Regions from separate parts of the Gasterosteus aculeatus genome. Here region 1 is linked to region 2. The links are chromatin contacts, called in public Hi-C maps. All regions are on one chromosome and are shown on one strand. The core of a region is the stretch at or near the end of the contact, and the rest is flanking DNA. Distances in the headings are between cores, read along the strand shown. Region 1 overlaps LOC120812450 (kinesin-like protein KIF23). Region 2 has its middle 41 kb from the start of uacab.

Evidence for each region. A called contact is a pair of places that touch in the nucleus more often than the background predicts.
Region 1: a Hi-C map of skeletal muscle shows a contact between it and region 2, with 17 times the contacts expected there. The contact joins two enhancer-like sites. A contact is called at or near these places in 6 of 6 Hi-C or Micro-C datasets (blood and trunk muscle, liver, skeletal muscle and 2 more).

What each region holds. Positions count from the first base shown.
Region 1 is chr12:20,571,434-20,577,520 of fGasAcu3.hap1.1, forward strand. It overlaps LOC120812450 (kinesin-like protein KIF23), which reads right to left. Exons shown (of 21, transcript XM_078085654.1): 21 at 5,950-6,087. Among protein-coding and RNA genes, the nearest start is that of LOC120812450, 12 kb to the right of the region's middle. Within about 2 kb of position 3,113, at least 3 of the 9 cell types and tissues checked have open chromatin away from gene starts, as enhancers often do.
Region 2 is chr12:20,397,461-20,403,249 of fGasAcu3.hap1.1, forward strand. No RefSeq gene overlaps it. Among protein-coding and RNA genes, the nearest start is that of uacab, 41 kb to the left of the region's middle. Within about 2 kb of position 2,276, at least 4 of the 9 cell types and tissues checked have open chromatin away from gene starts, as enhancers often do.

The sequences.
Region 1 (6,087 bases), core at 1,863-4,362, 170 kb after region 2:
AGAAGACAAACCAAATACCTTTAGAGTCAACACAACCCTCGTCCCCCCCCTGCCGCTGAAAAACAAATAAACATGGGCTCACGCTAGGCGGCCCTGGAAAATCCACTCAGGAATTTCAAATACTCCTGCATTTATTTTCCATGAGGTCTTTCGGAGCAATCTTAACAATCAAAGAGGTCCATTTTGCTTGGGAGGAGAAAAAATATTGGGTAAATATTTTCAGGGAAACCGGTCATATTTGAAATGAAATGGCTTTACTCGCCCCCTGCCCTACGCTCTCCAAACAAGTGTACACGCGATAACACACACACACACACAAAGTTGTGCTTGAGACACAGATACACACACAATTGGCTTTTCTTCAGGCGCTGTCCAGGTATTTTTGGAATGATCAGTGCTGCTCCCCTGCCGCCTGACCGACTGACACGTGTGTGTATTTTTCCCCTGCACACTTTAAATTCAAACATCCCTCCTCCCTGCGACCGAAATGTCCCGTGTGTCCCGCGTGCGCGCGCCCGGGCCTGCAGGACAAAAAGGTAGGAAAATAATAAGAAATCATTATTTACATCACAAGAAAAACAAACAAACCCGGGAGGAAGGAACCTGCTGGGGAGGTCCAGGGCTCTTTTGCCTCAGAAATCCTTCTGATGTGGCTTAAGGCAGCCTGCCAGCTAAATCTAATATGGATTTATATACAAAGACATTGCTTAGTTTAACATAATGAATATTTAATCATGCGTGGACCCTTTAAAGCAATTTTGCGAAAAAATAATTGAAAGCAGACTTTGTCTCGAGGCTTGAAAAAAAAAAAAATGCAACCGCTAAACTGTTGACCCAAAGGAACCCAAAAAAATCTCACGCTGGATTAAATGTTTACACTGGTGGCATAAACTCTGATAAATGAGGTTAGGAATCAATGGGAGATAAGTCTGCACACATCTCACGCACCTGATGGGTGGTGAGATGTTAAGAGCTCCATCCCCAACCCTCCAGATGTTTGTATTCTCCTCGTTCACCGAGCCGCAAGTGAATAAAAACGTGGGAACGCAAAAAAAAAAAAATAAGAACACACCACCCGTGTGAAACGTGTGTACGGTTCATTAAGAGTGACTAAACATTCCACCACGTGCGCTAGTATTTTTGGCGGGCTTTGTTGTAGCTCGCGCACGCTGGAATATCCAAGGGTGCGGCCGATGCGAGCGGTGAGAGACTGATGTGGGAACGCGGCGTGAAAGAGATAGAAGAGAGCGGCCGACACCTCGTATTTCATCGCCGCCTGCGCGGTACGTTTTAATAAAAGTAAAGCCGATCACTGCGCTCCACCAGACATGACAAATGAAAAACGTTCATTACGAGAGCAAAGCCAAAGAACAGATGAGATAAAATACATCAGCAATAACACGTGAAATATATGAAATATTTTCCACAAGCATGACTTGTTTTTTGTATTTTTGCATTGACAAAGAAACCGCGACAATAGCGCTGCACAATAGAATCAAATAAATAACCAGACCTGTATTTAGACACATTTAAAAAATGAGAGGGTTGACGACATAAGCGGATTTGGGGGAAGGTGTTCGCTTGTGCAAAATAAAACAGGTCATCAGGTCTATTTGGTGATTCCCTTGCAGCGTTAATAAATCAGCTTAAAGGTGCGGCCTGACTGCTCCATTCGCCCCACAAAACTCTGCACTGCAATAACATGCGCCAGCGAGCACAGATTAATTTAATAACTCTTTAATATTCTTCGTGAAGAAGAAGAAGAAGAAGAAGAGGAGCACGCAGGGCGGGTGGGGAAAAAGGGCCGATCTGTTGAATAGGATATTGCTGCTGCAACAGATTGAATATTACATAATGATGTCATTTATATTCCATTGCAAGTGCCTCCCAGAGCTGGGGATGTGTCCGTGAGGCCAGAAGTGAGGCCGAGATGTAAAATAGTCGCTAACGACGGCTTAAATGTATCACCTTCAACCTAACGTTGTATCTCAATACAGGATGCTTATGATGCTGTGTTTATTATTTACTATTAAACACTTACAGTGCGTTTTATCAGCAGTCATTCTCTCCCACAAACTCCAAGATTTAAACAACTCATCGCTGTCGAGTGAAAACCATGAATCTCCAGTTTTTCCCATTTAATAACTTTTACTCACCTTTATAACAGACAGGATAAAACTACAGTATTTTACAAAAAGACGTAGAAATTCAAATAACTTTGTGCAGACGAGTGCAGCATTTTCTCATTTCCTACCTGGGAAATCAACCCCCCCCCTTCCTTCAAGGGGTCCAGGACCCCGACGTTGGGACCCACAGGTTCAACTTACAAACACGTGATCGGAGCGATGCATTGATTGCTACTTGGCTCATTAATGAACATTAAACATTAACACAGTTCACATGGCAAGGAAGCAGATGACTGTGAGCAGCCCTAAAGGAAAAATGATGATAAATATCTTATCAGCAAAACGAGGCACATCAAAATAACACGCCTGCATCGGAGGCAAGTGTTCAACACATCAGATGGCAAAGTGGTGCAGGGGGTGGAGGTGAAGCATGGAGAGAATAAACAGAGCTTGCAGACGCTGTAATGAGAATTTGCTCCATTTGGCAGTAGCCCGCAGCAAAGGTCTCCCATCTGTTTCCTATCGGAGGGGAGGGGGAGTCAACAGTGTGGAGGAGGAGGGATGCAAAGGGAAATACAAGAATGAATGGACCACAGTGACATCTTGCGGCGGCGGAGGACAAAGTGGAGGGTGTGGACGGACGCACGCATGCATTGTCTTTGTCTCTTGTGTACCCATATCTCCTCATAAGTACATGATGAATTATTTGTTTTTAGACATGGAAAAACACAAAAGAACGACATCATTCTGAACTAAAGAAGCAGCCTGTGTTCAAATATTAATTAAGTTTGATCAAATACATGTCGATGATATTAAAATAAACTTGAATTTGACCCTTTATGGACGTACGACGCCATACGAGCCCGGACAATAACTTGTGTTGGCTTAAGAGTCCGGTGTTTTAATTATGTCAGGAGAGAGAGCAGTCTGAGCTTTGTCCTTGTGTTCCCTTCTCTAAAGAACGTGGGAGTCGGCCGACAGTGACAAAAGATTTGTGTGCATATCAAGTGACGGTCGTTTGTGCAGCAAGATTAAACACGAAGGTCAATGTTGAACCTGTAAAAGCACTCGAACAAAGAACGGCATTACAGTCGTTATTAATGTGTGTGTTTAAACTGGGCACACACACACACACACACACACACATGTTTAGTGTGTGTGTGTGTGTGTGTGTGTGTGTGTGTGTGTTGAGGGAGTGTGAGAGGCTTTTAGCAAGATCAACAGGCAAGGCAGGTAAACAGGCTCAACGGCAGCCATCACCTGTGGAGGATGTTACAGCTTTACCGAGCACACAAGCCCCACATTTGACTTTTAAACTGGGAAAACTAAATACGATGGGATTTTCCCCGGCCGCATGCAGGATGTTGGCAGCACAATAAGTACATGTGTCTGTCATCAACTGGTCACACACAAACGGGGCTTTGTCAGGCATCTGAAAGATGGTTTTATGCGATTCTCATCTTCCAACCATCCGTGATGGTTGTTTTTAATCGATAGAGACTTGGCCTCCCTGCATCATCCTTAAAAAGGGTCACTTCATGAAGATATGAAGCCAACAGCATGAGACACAAGATGTTCACCGTTTCACCCAAAAGCACAACCTTAGCTGACCTTTGACCCTAACTAATTGGTGGCACAACAGCGTGGCGCCTTTTCATTTAACCTTTATTTATCCGCTTTGCTTTTCAAAAAGGAGTCTTTGCCGAGACTTCACACACCAAAACACAAACAACAACAACAAAAAGCTGAACAATGAAAGAAATGTCATTCCTGGAACACATCCTATTGCATGAAGCCCATCTTGGGCCACTGCATTTTTTACAGTTGCTACACGTTTGTTTTACCATCACAAATGTGATAAAACTCTGTTGACTTTCACTTGACGAGATATGGTCTAATGCAAGAGATCTGGACCACGGAGGTTCAACCTGGAAATTAAATGGGAGACAAGGGAACGTAGAGCAGCTCCAAACCTCCATTGTTTACTCACGTACACACAGAAGGCTGTACAAACACCGCCTGTTGACTCGGGAGGAGACGCAGGAGGGAGGTGAAGGGGGGGGGGGGGGGGGTTGTAGAGCAGGCTATCTTGCATCGTCAAGACAATGGTGGACGAGAGGGTCACTTAAAACATGGCGGTTCGTCATGATGGCTTTTTTTTATTATTATTATGGTGCAAAACACGGCATTTGTTTAGAAAAAAAACACATGCAACTGGCGACAGATAACGATATCAAACAAAGTGGCTCCATCTACAGATGTTCATATCTACACCAAAGATAATAGAAAAAGGCCCCGTCTGAACGGCCCTCATCGGCTCCACACAATAGAGTGAGACAGTTTAAGCTCACCTCCGGCTTGATTGGAGACGAAGCCAAAGCGCAACGATCGACGAGCCAAGATTCAGAGACCAGAGATCTTTGCATGTTGCTACAGGAACCAGCGGGACACAAGACACGCAATGCAGAAATATAACACTATGAGTCAGAAATGAGAAAGCAAAGAGCAGCAATGAGCTTCTACGATAGTGTGTTGCTACGATAGCAAAGCAAACAGCAGAATCGTGCAGTGTGCTCTTGCATCACAGGTATCGTGGAACTCCTCTGTGCGAGAACGATGTTCTCATTCAAATAAACAGCAGCCTGTGAATTTGCTCCAAAAGATTTATTTTGTCCACCAGCAGCAAAACAACCATGACGGCCATGTGGTTGTATAAAGACTATAATATATCTTTATACTCAAGTATTTGCTGCAATCAGTTTGCTAGTAAGGAAGTGTGATATTGCAGGAGTTTCACTCTGTCGCCGTTTCCAACGGGAATCTGTTTATTAACTGTTCAGACTCGTACAAATCCACTTCCACGGTCAGGAAGTGTCACACTTTGGTGGTGGGGGGGGGGGGGTCTCACCATGGCAACCGTAGTCCTGAAGTAATAGTCTCCATAGGCACAGCTTACAGAGGGGTCATGTTCACAGTGAAGCTCGGAGACAGAACAGATCAACACAGGAAATTACTCTTATTTGACCTGAGATTTTAGCCCCGCCATGAAATTATCAAAGCACCTTGTACGACCTCGGGGGGGGGGGGGCTCTCTTTGTTCCTCTAACCTAATAACTGCCTTCCATAGTCAATTTGCAAAGTGCACGTTACTGAACACTCACACGTTTAGGCTTCAGTTGCTTTGAAGTGAAGTTTCAATCTCAGGGAGACACATTAATGACATCCAGGCAGACAAAGAATTCAGCCAATCGGTGAACTCGTCGTCCCGGTTGCCCGGCCCTCTCGCTGCAAAACAGTATCAACGATGCAGCACGGCATCCTGGGAAGACGACCAGCTGCTACTGAGTGACTCACAAGCTTAAACTCATCGGGCTGCTTCAGGGCTGGAAAGTAACTCTGAAAAGAACTTTTTAGGTGAAACCAAATAGATCAAGAATTGACATCCTGATGGCTCAGATCTGAATAAGGTATCTGAAGCTCTACTTCCACCTGCTGGTCACATTATGAACTACAACTTTTGCTTCACGCTAAATAAATGGGATTGCTTACACATCTTACTACTCCTTTTAACAAAAGAATATTAACAAAAGCTGCTAAAACCCAACAAATCAACTAAGGAATGAGACTGCTTAAAGAGACATTGTGGTGCAAATGACTTATTTCTGTCAGAAAGGGCAAAGAAAAAAAATATATATTCCCAATGATTGACGGTATAAATGTGAAGACCTGAATGAATCAGAACAGAAAATATATTCAGGGAAAATTAAAGAAATGGAAATTCCAAATGCCTTAAAACCAGGCAGCCTTCATTAGTTGAAACAGGTCGGGTTGGAATACATTTAATGCCAACAAAAAGAGCATGTTACACGTCTCAGGAGGAGCTGTTTCAATAAACAGAAGTAAAAAACTTCATAATATATTTACAGTCAGTCCAAGATTGATTTTTAGCAAAAATCTACTT
Region 2 (5,789 bases), core at 1,026-3,525:
GTCATTTGGCTTCAACAAGCTGTACAGCGAGATGTGTGTGTTTGAGCACGCAGCCATCTCACCGAACCGGACTTTCTTGGCTTTACTTCAGAGAGCGCTCTCCCTCGGCCCCGATATCGGGCCCTCGGAGAGACCAAAGGGAAATATTTATAAATCATCCACACAACAAATATTGAGTCCGACCCCCGGAGGTCGAAGCCATTCGGATGGACACCGTCGGCAGAAATGTGCAAACACCTCCGAGTCGGCCCGCCGATCCACCACAAGCGACCCTGCGACCACGTCTCCGACCCGCTTACACGTCTCACACACACCCGCCGCTCGGACCTATTAATACCAACACGCTCCCCGTGGGATTGTGAACTGCTGCTCGCTGGAAGATCAAATGTAAACATCTGGTACTCGAGCAATAAAACGACTTCCAGCAGACATTCTTCACCACGCAGCATCTGCTTTTTGTTGTTGCTGTCTGAGCCGTTTGATTCGATCGAGTTCTGTAAGTGATTTGTACTTAAGACGGGAATGGAAACTCAACTTAAGACGTGCGAGAAATGGCTTTGATTCACAGGAGCAAAGGAAGAAATCCAGCGGGAGGGCAGTAAACTCGTGGTGAGGGCTTTTAGTCTCAGGAGGGTCAACAACAGAGGAAGAGCCTTCGTTGACTTTTGGAAAGTTTGCACAAATTTATTCATACACACTTTTTATTCCCATAAATCAGTTTGGTTATGGCAACAAAAAAAGTTTTCCATTTGTCCCTACGTATATTAGAACTGAGTATTTCTGCCAGCGTGAAAAACACTCTGATTTCCTGCAGAATCTTCATATTTAAATGTATTTCTTTAAAGTGACGATGATCAGCGCACCCGATTGATATTTATTAATCAGATGGAGACGGCGGCAGTGAACCTGCGAGGTGGATCACGCTGCACCGGCTCCCCTTTCCCCCCTTTAATGCCTCTTTGTGAAAGCTGGTGAGTTGTGCGCGTGCGGTTCCACGAGGCCGGTGGGCACATGTGGGAGGATTTGTTGTGGCCGTCTACGTGCACTTTGACCTGTTTAAGTTATAATTTTAGTGCTTGCAGTGCAACAACATCGCAATAGGGAAGTGCATTTTGGCAGATTAGCCTCATGAATACAGAATGTTGGAATATTTTTTTAACCTTATAACCAGCAAAAGTTTAGAGAAAAATACATTACGCCCACATGGTTTGAAATAATGCAAACTCTCCACAGTGTGTCCTTTTTACACATTTTCATAAGTAGCGTGAGGTCTATTGGAAGTAAATAGAAATAATATTAACCGTCAATGTGCGATAAACAATGATAAGTTTGTGACGGTGACGGGGCTCTATAAAGCCAAACAGATCATCTAGTATTTGGTTCAAAATGTACTATATTCTTTTTTAAACCACGGACCTGGCAAATATAACTTGTCGAAAACATGGACAAGCTCTAACAAGGAACATTCTCATTTTTACCTGTGCTTAATATCCACTCACAAAAAATACTTGTGATAACCTTTTTAATGACAGCTTTGTTTCACGTCCGTACTCTTAGGATTTGAGATTTGAAGAAGAAGAAGCGAAAGTGGGAACTTACAGCTTAAATGTGTTGCCTTTACATTCAACATGGATGAACCCAAAGAGAAACCACATTTACGCTCTGAGCTTTAGTGAGTTCATCAGCGTGAGCTGGTTGTAGATCTTGTATCTGCAGCAGGAGTCTCAACCAGCAGAGGACAGCATATCTCCACCTGTAAAGAGCTCCACTGCTTCCCTCAGAGAACATTCTGTTTCAACGCCGTTGAGATCAGTAGAAACGGCCTCCATCACTGCTGCTGTCGGCACTCAACCCCCTTCGACCAGTTACCAGTTTTTTTCTTTTTTCTTTTTAGGTTTCCACACATTTGTGCAACAACACATCCTGCTTCTCGTACGAGGGCCGTTTCAAAATCTATGGCTGCTTGCTTCATTGTCCAAATTCATCCTGATACACTTGGTTTTTTTTCCCCCCCTAACGGCCCAGAAAGCGATCGGACAGCGCGAGGAAGACGCAGGCGTGCACGCAGGGTGTGCACAACAGGACACACCTCTGCAGAAAGGCTCACACTGGACGGGGGGGGGGGGGGGGAGGAAAGGCGGAGGGGTGGAATAAAAGAGGTAGTCGCTGTGGAAAAGAGACAGTTTCGTTTTCAGCGCTCTCGTTATTGCGGCCTGTCAGAGGAACCTGACTGAACCCTGACCCCTCTGCCAGCAGCACGAGGATGTGGTTAGACGGACTCATAACAAGACGTGGTGCAGCCGAGTACTGGGAACCCGAGGCTGAAAGGGGAGAGGGCACAAGCGCAGGGGGGGAGGTTTGTTTTGGCATCTCCGGCCACAACAGCGCCTCACGAAGACGCGACGACGATTCCGCCCGCATGTTTTTGTGCGTCGACATTAAACCACATCGCCTCTTTCTCAGGGAGCGAGTGGCCTCATTCTCTGTCTGAGACAAAAGCCTCCCCCGCCCCCGGTAATTCTACTGCTGTGCGCTGACCACGTGCGGGTGGAGGAAGCAGGCCGCGGCTCCGTCGCACTCGGGGCAGTTTCACGCCCATAAACGCAGTCAGGGCTCAGTGGAGGCACACTCATCGTTGAACTCCCGCCCGCCCAATCCCTCCGTGTTCCTGTAGCAAATGCTCTCTCTTGCTCTGCGTGTGTGTGTGTGTGTGTGTGTGTGTGTGTGTGTGTGTGTGTTTAATACACACCCGGCAGTCTGGAGGGGGCACGCCAGATGTCAGTGCGTCGTCTCGGAGCAATTAAACCGGTTGTTATGATGAAAGAATTTATTTGCCATTTGTTTCTCCAGCTCAAGTCTAATTGAGTGATTGAGATCTTAATTAGATTGGCTCTCTTTTTTTCGGCTCCTTTGTTTCGAAGCTGCTTTAATCCCTAATTTGTATTTTAACTCTTCACTGTGGGAGTTATACCTCTTGTGTTTTCTGGAAAACGGCTAATTACTGTAAAACCACTCCGGTTACTGGACTAGTGTTTCTTTAGTTACCTTTGTGGCATTTCAACTTTCAGCACTTTCAGCGGATGTTACTGTTTTAGTTTGTATCAGTGCCGCTGCTGTTTCAACAATAGCAACTGACCACGTAGGCTGACTGTGTGTGAAATGGGTCACTTGTGACAAACCAAAGGGGAATTACCTGCTGCGCGACGGAGCATCTCGCTCACTTTCATCTCGGTTCCGTTTCACTGCTGCAAACCTGCTTTAGTACCAACTGGCCGCAGACAAAGGTTTAGATCATTTTGACGTATTTTTAACGTATTTTCTGCAAGATCATTCATCAGAAATGTAATCTGCAAGTAGAACTTGCAATAATGACTTGTAAAGTACAGTAGGGTGCAATGGCTTTCCGTTCGGAACCACGTGGTCTTCATTGTTTCAGACTTCAGGAGTGTGATGATTCACCAGCGCAGCGTTGCGTCAATGATAAAAAGATCATAAAATCAGCGCACAATGCCTCGTCTTCCTGTCCCACAACATCTGCTCCAATGATTGTTTAAAAAAAACCCAAAAAGAAACTACTCACAGCAGCAGATGGATCAGAGCGTCCGTATGTGGAGGTAAACTCAGTTTGGGAGTTGAAGCTGCCGTGACGGCCACTGGGAGGCCTTTTCCAGACGCCTTAACAGGAATGCGATAATGATGCGGTCTTCCCCCTCACGGTGGCAGATTATTAGACGGTTCACGTCGCCTCAGTAGAAACTTGTTTTCTCGCTCTCGTAGGCCCGTAAACAGCGGCTCCAGAGCCGCGCCGCGACTGGCCGAGTTGTTTTGCATCATTCCCCCCGGCAGCAGATGGATAAAAAGCTATAAATTATGTATCCATCGGTTGTTAGCAGAGAGACTCTGGATGCTAATAAACTCCTGCGATGTATGATCGCCTCCGTAACGCCACGCTGAAAATAGCTGATTGTGACCGTACGCAAGCGTGGCTGCATTTTGAAGGAGCTTGTTTATTTTCCGTCCATTTGTGTGGATGTTTGCTTTGCTGGAGAGTTCATAAAGACTTCATTTTAATTAAATCTTTTGTGATATTACAGGTTCCTGAATACTGATTTGTAGGAGCTACCAGTTTTTTGTTTTTTACGTCTTCACATCGCAAAAAGTTGTTTGTTGCTGTAATAGTGATCAGCGACGTTAAATGCAACTCTTTTTAAAGACAACCAGTGGTGGAATATAATATAACTGGAGAAACCGTTCTGTGCTTCATACATTTGGTTTACTGCATTTCAGAGGGAGTTATAATGGCTTTTTACTGCGTGTTCACTTAGTTTACTACTGTAGATACTTTTACACAAACGAACCACACATGATACGTTTCTACTACAGGATGCTGTAGTATCTGACATTCACTTAAAACTTATCAACTACAGCAATAAAACTCAATCTAATCCCATCTGCATGAATCCCATGATGTTGTGCGTTAGGTATGTGAACATTACAATACACGTGTGTATCTACACATATAATCACATACACCTTCTCACCACCGGGGCTTGTTTCCCAATAACAACATTGAACCCACAAGCTCTTGTAAAACTGTCGCGTTGAACTCACAGTTTTGTATGACAGGGAACATTTTTGTTTGATGTTTTCGACATGTGAAAGCGCTAAAAAAAAAAGTAGAGCTGCAGCAAGAACTCAGCCGATAAGTCTGTTGTTCAGATGATCTGGAAGCAATTAAAGCTTCTTGCTCAAGCTCCTAACGTACAATGGGACCTTTGATAAGTAAGTGTTTTAGGAGTCGGGAGGAACGCGCCCGCCTCAGGACTTTTGATGGATTTGTCGGTGGAAACCAGCCGCTCAGCCCAGCAGCTCTTTATAATTAACCGCTGACACGGACCCGCGGCCTGTTGAGGAACCCTTAAAGATTTTAAATGGGAATTAGAAATGGAAATGGAGAGTCAGTCACTCGACACTCAATCCCATATCAGGGGGGAAAAAAAAGTGGCATTATGTTAGAAGGAAATGGGAAATATTTTCAGCAACTAGTTAATTGTTATTGTAATCATGTCAACACATTAACACCCACGCACGCACAAGCACACACTCCCACTGCCGGCGCCTTGCACTCAAAATCAAACATCCATCGTCAGGTCGGTTTAATTAACACGGGGGGATTAAATGCAACTTATTTTTCTAGCTCGGTATTGACGGACCTCCATGTTTCTCCCCTTTAAAGACGTAATACTAAGGATTCATAGGGGGGAATAAATCTTATTAGAAAAAGCAAAAGTGAAACATTGGCGCTGCGACGGGGCGCTGGGAGACTCGTTTTCTCACTAAGGTCAGCGGAACACGGACGGTAGCGCCGGCGGTGCACCGCCACACTCCCTGTTGTCACTTCCGCATGCACACAACGCCGTTTTGTGTCAGGGTTTCATGCTGTGTGGCAAAAGGTTCTGCTTTCTCTGCTGAGAATAATCCAGAGCGCTGAATGACTCCGAGGCGCCGGAGAACATTGTTACAATTAGGTAACATCATAAGCCTGGTAGTGGTAGTAATACTCTACTAAGAAAACGAACAATGATGGATCATCACATAATTCATTCTACATAGTGTGCTACTTAGTTGCTCAGTTGTCATGGAGATAGTTCAGTTTACATCTACGACTGTGGTTGTGTATCTTTGTCTGGTATTGGAATAGAGGCAGTGTACATTTCAGGTGTAGCCGCACTGGATTCTACAAAAGCATCTAAGCGGCAACTCCCACACCGTCGTGTTTGGGTTCTCAC